Regions from separate parts of the Hordeum vulgare genome. Here region 2 is linked to region 1. The links are chromatin contacts, called in public Hi-C maps. All regions are on one chromosome and are shown on one strand. The core of a region is the stretch at or near the end of the contact, and the rest is flanking DNA. Distances in the headings are between cores, read along the strand shown.

Region 1 (5,300 bases), core at 404-2,903:
TGAATTCTTATAGATCCACTTAACGACTCTTAAACAGTGACGCAAGGAGTTTATTTAAATACAGTCAAAGGTACGTGGACATAATTCATGGCTCACAAAACGCCTTGTTTTTCGTGCCACCAACTCACACTTGATGTGAAGTTCAATCTGATGATTTTATACAATGGACGTAGTGAACATTTGCATGCCGTAATTATGAAAGCTTTAGCACCATAGATTGAGAAGATAAAACAAAACCTGGATAATTTTGCAATATTGGCAAGTCCAATCCCTACAAAGAAAATATAGAAGAGTGTTAAACTAATATTATGACAGTGAGCAAACACAAGGATTTTACTACTCCATATACCCTAAAAAAACAAATTCTCGAGCTTTACCTGTTGCTTGACCCAGGAGGATAAAGATCCACAATTTGATGCAACCATGACGATGAAGAAGACATTGGTCTAAGTTTCTCTAGACCAGGCCGGTTTGTGGAGCACTTTAAGCTTCCATGTTTTGAACTGGATTGTCTTTTCTTAATCGTCAAAAACACACACACAAGAAAGTATAAGTATCAGTGTATACCTCCGATAGGTTGTCAACACTTCTATGCTATGGTGATTACGACATTACTTTGGAAGAGTGGCAGTATTGATGAAGGTTGCATGCATCCCACCACTGGCTTGCATTGCATCAATAACATAGCTGACGGCACAGGAGCCCCAAAGTCAGGCACTTATCAAATTCAATCGATCATGTGTATGATAACAAATTCAATAAGGCTATTCCATACCCTGGAGATGAACCAGCAGTGTAGAAGTATTGCGCTAAGGCGATCAGAACAAGCACACCATACACTCCAATATACCTGTAATAAAATGATACCAAATGGAGATCATCAGCAACAAAAAGAGAGAAACGGCACTACAAGAAACTACCAAATACCACTCAGGTATACAATTAAGTGCTTTGACTTCTGGGAAGGGCATGTTATCTCTACTGTGTAAAATTACGCGATTTATGCTTCATCATAACTGGTGGCACGCAGACGAGTAGCACGCGAGCACTCCAAAAGCTCATTTTCCTCATAGAACCATATCAGATCATATACAAGTTTAAAACAGGGGAAACGATCATTCGAGTGATACCTAGAGCTGGAACGAAGCTTCGAACGCCGCACAAATCGACAGCGCATATTAAATTTGGAATCGAACCAAGCAAAAATTGAACTGGTCGGCAAAAATAAGGTGGGAACTGTACCACGGCTCCTCGTGGATCCGCCTATCGAGGGTCGGATCGAGCAGGAAGACGGCGCCGACGAAGAACACGTGCATCAGGAGCACCATGGCCCTCAAGCCCAGGGGCGACCTCCTCGCTGCGCAAGAGAAACCCCAAAAACACTAGATCAGGAATCAAACACCCCGGACCAAATCGAGCTGAGGGGGGGGGGGGGGGGGGGGGGGGGGTGGGGGTCGGAAGGGATAACGTACTCCGATCGGAGAGGCGGGCGCCTGGCTCGGCGGCGGAGGAAGACGCCATTGGGGCCGCCGCGGTCGCATCCGACGGCGACGATGGTTAAGCGGGAGTGAGGAGGGCTACCGGCGTCGCGACTCTCGTGCTCCGGACACGACGTTTACCGGTGGAAGAAGCGGAAGCGGGGTCCGTTGGGGGTGGGGGACACGTGCCAGACATGACTATCTTGTCTTATTGATTGAAGTGGATGGGGTCCAGCTGGAAGTGGGAATAGGACGGTAAGGTGTAGTTGGGAACTCAGATCCACGTGAGATGCATGTATGAGAGCATATCCGCACACCCGCGTTAAAATAACCGTCGGTTGCAGGACCAAGAGTGTTTTACTACTCCCTCCGATTTCTAAATATAAGTCTTTTTAAAGAAATTTTACTAAAAGACTATTTCTAAATATAAGTCTTTTTAAAGAAATTTTACTAAAAGACTACTTCATCCGTTCTTAAATATAAGACTTTTAGAGAATTCACTATGGACTACATATGGAGCAAAATGAGTGAATCTATATTCTATAATATGTCTATATACATCCGTATGCAGTCCATAGTAAAATCTTTAAAAGGTCTTATATTTAAGAACAGAGGGAGTACATACGAAGCAAAATGATTGAATCTACACTTTAAAGTATGTCTATATACATTCGTATATAATTCTCTAGTGAAATCTCTTAAAAGACTTATATTTAGGAACGGAGGGAGTAAGATGCATGTATTTCTCGCTGAGAATGTATCGGTATGCTAGCGTCAAAATAATCGTCGGTTACAGGCCAGAGAGCGTTTTACCGTTTGATTAGATCCCGCAAAATCGTCCGTCTCAAAAAGAAATTGTGGTGTCCCCAATCGGCTGGCCCATTTTCTTCATATTGCGGGATTTCGCTAGTTTTGTTGGCTCCTCTTTCCTTTGGCGTGAATGCATTTTCGGTCGTTTCTGTTCCCGCCTCCGCTCTCCCCGTCGCCGGTGCACATCCTCGCCGTCTCTTGCTGCCCCGGCCCGCGTGCGCGTCTGGTAGCTCCGCTGCCCCGCGCCACATCAATTCCACCAAATTGGAGCGCAAGGGGGTGCCCATTTGTGTCCAAGGGCTCACGGTCAGCGTCGTCGTCATGGATCTGCCGAGGAGCTTGGCGTGTGACCTTGTAGTAGGCGGATCCAGTTGGTTCTGGGGACGGCGAGCCTCGAAATCGATGGGGATCGCCCGCATGCGCGGGGGGAAGGGGCTGCGAGGGGAGAAGAAAGGAGTAGTGCGGCTTTTCTTCGGACGATGGGGGAGAAGAAAGGGACGATGCAGCTTTGCTTCAAAGGCGACGCGACTTTGATTTGGGGATCGGTTTCGAGCGAGGTATGTCTAACACTAGGGAATTGTGTTTGATTTGGCTCGGTTGAGGTTTGGGCGAACTTCACGGGCGCTTCATGTGCATTTTGTAGATGGATTGGAGTTCGTCCTCGTCGTCTTCGTTCGATGATTCAAACATAGGAGAGACGATCCTCGACGACGATGACGGGAACCTAGTGTTGTTGCATCTCGTGGATGAATTTGAGAAGTGGCCGAGGAAAAAGCATTGCAGGTCCATGGTCTACCGACTATGCATTCTTAGCAATCGAGCTCTCAGCGACAAGTTGCTCATGAAGGACTACTTTGTCAAGGTACCGACATATCCGGCTTACCTACTTCGTAGGTGATACCAAATGCGTAGGTCTCTTTCCGTGCGCATCGTAGAAGCTTGAGCAGAATTGCTGCTTTTTCACTCGGGGTAGGAATGTCGCCGATTTGATTAGCTTTAGTGCATATCAAAAAATATCAACGGCGATGATAGTGATTGTATATGGTGTTCCCGCCGACTACATGGATGAATATCTTCGCATTGGAGAAGATGCCACCATCAAATGCGTATGTGTCTTTGCGAAGACAATTATCCCGTTTTTTGGACCGAAGTATCTACAGGCTCCGAACAAGGAAGACACGAAGAAGCTCATGGCAATGACAAAGAAAGAGGATGGTCGAGCATGCTAGGTGGTATTGATTGCATGCATTAGAGGTGGAAAAACTGCCCGGTGACTTGGGCAGGGCAATACACCGGACACAAACGAAAACCCACCATTGTGCTTGAAGCCATGGCTTCACAAGATCTATGGATTTACCATTGTTTCTTTGGTTTGTCGGGGTCTCTAAATGATATCAATGTTCTCCAACGATCTCATCTATTTTGCGTGTTGCTTGTAAACTGCATTGGGATATTCCTTGAAGAGGAGAGGAGATGCAACACAATAAAGATAAGTATTTCTCTCACTGAGAACCAAGGTTATTGTTAGTGCATCCAGTGCCGCCCCTTGTTGGTTTTGGAGTATTGAAGACATACATGGTTGAGGGACTAATGTGTTTGTGAGAGTTCACAGTATAATACAGTCCCTGGAGATTTAGTTTAACCGTCGAAGAGACCGCTAAAATTGTTTGAAGACACTGAAGATGGTTGAAGCCATTGGTGGAACGCGAAGATAATCGCTTGAAGGTAATGAAACATGAAGAAGAAGTCTTTTGGTTGTTTTGTTTTTTTCTTTCCTTAGTCATAGGAACCAATGTACTATTAAGTGGGGTCGAGGTCATCGAAGTGAGAAAATGACATGATGCGCAACCCATATACCCATGCATCGGTGTCAAAACCTGCAGATCTCGGGTAGGGGGTCCGAACTGTGGATCTTGTATCGATGGGTAACACGAGACAAAGGAGACGGTATTTACCCAGGTTGAGGCCCTCTTGATGGAGGTAAAACCCTACATCCTGCTCTTGTTTATATTGATGGTGGATTAGCCAGTACAAAGTTGATCTACCTCGAGATCATATGTTGTGGTCTAACCCCTTGGAATAATGATCTTAACCTGGCCTATGAACTAAAGCCCTCCGATTTATATAGATACCAGGGGTGCTAGGGTTACACAACGTCGTTTACATTAGGGAGGAAACATGCCAATTACCACGCGTCCATGGGGTGCACGCCAAGTCTCCGGAAGATTCCATATTGAATACAACATTGCTTTATTTTTGGGGAGTCCAACAATGAAAATAGGACACACCAGGAGTACGGCCCATAGAAATAGGTAAGCGGCGCGAGGAACCCTCAGCCCCGGACTCCCTCAATATCACTTGAACTACCCTCCAACGTTGTAGTCTTGACATCCACCTACTTCATGCGCCCAAAGTCTTTGGCTTGTGGGGCGAGTTCTCCCCTTCTCACATTCAGCCGATAATAGCTCGGCCACTGATGATCTCCCCATTTCCAAACTATATGTACATATATATATATATATATATATATATATATATATATATATATATATTCATAAAGATAGAATTCATCTTCCCAAGCCGACTGTTTTCCCACAAATAGTGTTTTTGCTTGACACCCTTTTTAACGAAAGGCCGCGGCTGGGAAAGACCAATTACCCACTATGGGAGCGTGGTTTGAGATAATCTTTACTAACATGTTCTATTACGGAGATCATGTCCCTCTTTTCTAGGGATATGGTTTATGATTTGGGTTATTCCACACGCGCATAACCGGAAGATTTTATCGGGAAGTGGCGAAGTTCGCGGCGCAGTAGAGGGGCTCTTGGTATTTCAACAACTTATAAAAGGAAAATCTCCACCACAGCCTCCTTATGCATTCGAGATCTCACATCGCTGCTGCCATTCCCGATCCTCAAAGCTCCAGCCTTCAAGCTCTCCTCTCCCCCAATCTCCTTGAGCCTCTTCCCTAGTCCAGCCATGGCCAGCTCAGGCTCGAAAGGCAAGCGGTAG
Region 2 (4,946 bases), core at 1,611-4,110, 130 kb before region 1:
TGTCGACGATGCAGCCTACATCGTGTTTAGGTTACACGCTGACGGCTTTTCGCCTTTCGGGCAACAGACGCGCAACTCACGGAACGTCAGAGCGCCGTCCATTTAGCGGAATCGACGCCACTTTCAAGCAGCTGGCGACGTAGTTTCAGTTTGCTTCCGCGAATGGACAGGTTGCCACCTGGTGTATTATCTGAGGAAGGGCGCATGTACTGACGTACATACTTTATGTGCTCTTGCTTAGGTTATGTGATTTCTTATTATATACTGTCACGCGCTGATTAGAGTAATAACCACCAAGTTTGCCGTCCTTGCGACAATGACCGGCGATGGAATGCTTACTACAGTTAATAACAAAAACATCGCATGTACTACTAGCCTGTTGAGCCCTGGATGTGGCGGTTGTCCAGAGGAAGATGTCACTATTTATTTATTTATTTTATAGATAAACCTTAATATAATCTCTGGAAAGTTTCATTTCGAAACACACAACACATTGCAGGCAAACCAAAAATCACAATGAGATTTGCCATTTGTACCTCGATCATCTGGCGAAGCATACTAACGGAAGCGAACCCCCTGACCACAACAGAACTTGGCGGTGGTAGTACCAAGAAGTTTCATGTTAGCAGACCCAATAGAATAAATAAGAGAGCTCGGTCATTCGCGAAACTCTTGATTCCTTGCTGCGTCGTGGGTTGGGGTTGTGTGATAGACTTAATTAAGTTGCCTCCCTTGGCATTTCTCCCAAGGACGCACGTAATGCGATTCAACAGATTCCTCGAACACTCAAAACTACCTCCCCACACGCACACCTACTGGCAATACACTAATCGCTTCCGTCGTCGCCGATCACGGATCACCACATTCAGAGTGGCATAACAGAAGGTTCGCCACGGAGGCGTGGCCAAATCTCAACGACTTTGCATCGCACGTGGTCTTATTTTGGGATGCCATCTCCTTGCTGTTGCCAGCCACGAACCCTGGCGGCCTGCCTCGCTGCCCCAGGACAGCATTGGACTTCAAACCTGAGGCTCCGCATAGATTATCTAAGCGGGAAAGGAAAACGGCCAGAACGGGGGGAGAAGATCAGAAGAGAACCACTGCCATAGCCACGACGGCGTTCAGATCATTCGATTGCCGTGATTGGCGCCAGCGTCGAGCGCCCTACGATCGAATCGTGCTGGAGAAAGCACGCCCAAGATCGCCATCCCGATCTCATATGATTCCATCCACGTGACCCCCCCATCCCAACCAAACCAACGTCCCAGCCAAAAGCGCGCGCGTGTCTGGTCTTGAACTCCCGCAGGCGGTTCATTCAGGCTGCGGCCTGCGTTGCCAATTGCCAAACGGTCGTTTCTGAAGATGTTTTTGAAAGGGAGATGCAGCAGAGTTTGCAACACAAAACGGAGATCTCTTTCACTTGGGCTGCAATTCTTGGTCTACCAGTAATAACAGTGCTAACCTAAACACAGGCAGAGGAGGCACCATTGTCATCTCAAAACTCCCCATTTCTATGTACAAATGTCACATAAGAAGAAATCTTGATGGCTCCAGCGGCTGGGGGTTCTTCTTCTTCTTCAGAAGCCTGGGCTGAGAATGTTGAGCAGGGAGACTCTGGTGTTGACGAGGGCCCGGAAGACGCTCTCGCCGCTGTTCTCCACGTCCGCGATGCACCGTCCGAGGTTGTCCATGCGCTCAAATGCCGCCTTCCGGTCCTCCTCCTCAGGGTCTAACTCGACCACGGCCGCGTCGGGCTGGGGCTGCTTGGCGGACGAGCCGTCGTCGTCGGCGTGCTGCTTGTTCGCCGACCGGCGCTTCGCACGCGACATCCAGCGCATCAGGTCGGCGACCCACCATATGCGCATGGACGAGGGCTTGGTGGTGACGACGTGGTGGCTGCTTCTTGGCGTGGCTGACGAGGAGGCGAACCTTGCGGGAGAGGGCATCCAGCACGGCGCGCTGACGACGTCGACGCGGGCCGTGGCGGCGGCGATGGACAGCGAGGACACGCCGGAGAAGACCGCGGCCGACGCAGACGCGACGGCGGCGGCCGCGTCCACGATGGCGGCGGCGAGAGCGGCCGCGTCCGACGGGAGGCCGGCGGGCGCGGGAGGCGGCGCCTTGCCGGCCACGGCGCGGGCGGAGGAGGCGATCCGCGGGAGGTCGCGGCCGGAGCGGCGAAGCCCGCGCGCGGCGGACGCGAGGCGCGCCGGGTCCTCGCGCCGCAGCGCCGCGCGCGCCTCGGCCTGGAGCGCGGTGAGCGCGACGAGCACGTCGCGGAAGCTGCCGTGCGCGTCGGCCAGGCGGAGGAAGTCGTCGAGCAGCCGCTCCGCGAAGGGCGAGCGGCCGAGCCGCCGCAGCGGCTCCTGGGCCTGCGGGTGGTGGAGCAGCTCGGAGAGCGACACCAGCACCCGGCCCAGCTGCTGCGCGGCCTCCGCGATGGAGCGCGCCGACGCCAGACCTAGACCCCCCGCCAGATCGCGCAGGGTGGCGACGTCCTCGTCGAGCTGGAGCACCAGAGGGTGGAAGCGGCAGGGCAGGCTCGCCGAGCGGACGCGGTAGCCGGCGCCGGCCGCGGACTTCCCGCTGGACCCCGAGGCCGCCGCCGGCGCGGACTTGGGCGCGGGGAACGAGATCGTGCGGCGGAAACCGACCACCATCCTGCTGCCGCTAGCTCGCAGCAGCGCCGCGGGCGGAATGGAGCCGATGGATCAACCTACGCGCGGCGGCGGGCGTGTTGCAGCTGGAGGAGAGGCGGAGATGGGGGGTGTTTTCTTTTCAAAAAGTGCGAAGTGAGATTCGGGAACGGGATGGAACGCCCGAGGGAGGAAGAAGCCGTGGATGGGGGTGGATCGATCGCACGGCCGGTCGTTATATAAGCAAAAGCAGGGGAGGTGCAAAGGGTGGAGGCGTGGAGCTGGGACGAGACCGGTTCTACTCTGCTCTGCCCTATAGGTTGGGCCCCGGTTGGCAGAATGGCATGGTTTGGTGGCGTTACGGGCGTAGTGAGTGCTCATGGTCCCTCCACAGCCTTCTCAAACCAAATATTTGTTTCTAAAATTGTTTTTAATACCAACTATTCTTAAATATAAGTCTTTTTAAAGATTTTTATAGAAGACTCTATATGTACTACTCTAATTTTATTTTGTATGTAGTCCCTTAGTAAAATATCTAAAAAGACCCATATTTAGAAACGAATGGAGTACAATGTACACAATATATGTGCGCGCCATATATGTCTTTACGGGCGTAGCGAGTGCTTTGTAAAGATTAAAGTATTATGGTGGTGTTTGCTTTTAAGGGATTATACTTTTTTTAGTTCCAGAGACTAAAGAAAAAAATCCCTTTAATAGAGTTTTTTTCTAATGCCTTTAGGAAAAGTCTCTTCTGTTTGGTTACCTCGGGACTAAAAGGTATTTTTTTAGTCTAGTCCCTGTAAACAAACATGGCCTATATTTTTTGTTAAATTGAATGAGAGAGAAGAGAAGAGAGAAGGAAAGCGGGCTACAGATTAACAGTCGTCTGTAGCACGGGCTCCAAAAAATATTGTGAGAATGTAAGGTGGATCATGTATTAATAAAATAATACATCTTAGCAACTTGTTATTATACGTGTTAACTGTTAGGTCGACTATATATGACATGACAACTCCTTATAGCCAGCAGTTGGCTACTTAGATGGTATCATGTATTTGGGACTAACAAACATGCTGATGTGGCAACCAATTAAAGATGAGAGAGAGGGTTACAGTAACATACGTAGATACTATAACATGTTAAATGATATGCTATTATGTGTCATGCATGTTAATAAATGAAGTCATCTATGATACGGAGTAATAGTTTACAATACTATGCATTATGAAGATAATATCATATAATATTATTATATCCATAATACTATTATATACCCACTACGACGAGTCTTATGGTCCCTCCACAACCTTCTCAAATCAAATATGTGTTTCTAAAATTGTTTTTAATACCAACTACTACTACACACTATATGTGTGCGTCATATTTACAGCTAGATCAAAGTTGAGAAGTCGTGAGAGCATCTTCAACCGGACTCCTCAATTTCCCTATAGGTACGGTCTCAATAAAAAAAGTCACCCAATTCACACCTCATGTTATAATTATGTTCTAAGTATTTTAGGAATACAACAGTTTTAAACTGCGCATCTTTCTAAACTAGATGTGATTACCTCGGTTTATTAGAATCTTTTGCTCGATGATTTGGATCTCCGTTAGGATCTTCACCCCGATTTTCTTTAAAAGAAGAAGATCTTCACTGTGATTTGACTCAATGAAACATATCAAAGTTAGATGGTCCTAGTTCAGTACACGATTAAAAATCACCATGGCATGCTAGACGAAGAACTAGAGACTCCGTTGGTGAACTAGTCTACTACAGTTTGCACGCAACGGTCGTTGGCTTACAAAATATGTACGTTTGCAACAACTAACGACACGTAATGGTAGTTTTTCAATACTTGGTTTTTACAATACTTTGTTACCAAACACAACATTAGTTCTTTTTGTAAAACTTAGCTCTTTTTTTCTAAAAACTTACTTCTTTTTTTGTAGAAACTTAGTTTTTTTTTTTGTAGAAACTTATTTTTTTTCTTATAGAAACTTTGTCCTTTTTTCTTGAAACTAAGTTCTTTTTTGTTGTAGAAACTAAGTTCTTTTTTGTTGTAGAAACTTAGTTTTTGCTAACATTTCTACGGTGCTTAATTATGTTCGAGTTCTTTTGTAGCTTTCCTTACAAGTTTTAATTTGCTTCTGTACATAATTCGAAACAACAGATATCAACAAATCAGCAAGCAACAACAAATCGATGGACAACGTGGAGAAGTGGAATCAGTGCAGATTATAGGGGGGGTAGAGTGGGGCATAAAAAAACTGGAAGAGGACAATACCGTACTAAAGAATGAAAGGGATAGT

What was found. Hi-C and Micro-C count contacts between places; a contact is called where the count stands out from the background.
Region 2: a Hi-C map of seedling shows a contact between it and region 1, with 3 times the contacts expected there. The contact joins the promoter of LOC123401974 here to the promoter of LOC123402077 in region 1. A contact is called at or near these places in 2 of 6 Hi-C or Micro-C datasets (leaf and seedling).

What each region holds. Positions count from the first base shown.
Region 1 is chr6H:428,343,914-428,349,213 of MorexV3_pseudomolecules_assembly, reverse strand. LOC123402077 (protein S-acyltransferase 10) reads right to left here and starts at 1,653. Exons shown (of 11, transcript XM_045095943.1): 1 at 1,473-1,653; 2 at 1,243-1,357; 3 at 776-850; 4 at 616-687; 5 at 378-512; 6 at 238-271. The coding sequence starts at 1,521.
Region 2 is chr6H:428,474,307-428,479,252 of MorexV3_pseudomolecules_assembly, reverse strand. LOC123401974 reads right to left here and starts at 2,860. Exons shown (of 1, transcript XM_045095839.1): 1 at 1,391-2,860. The coding sequence starts at 2,660. The coding sequence ends at 1,578.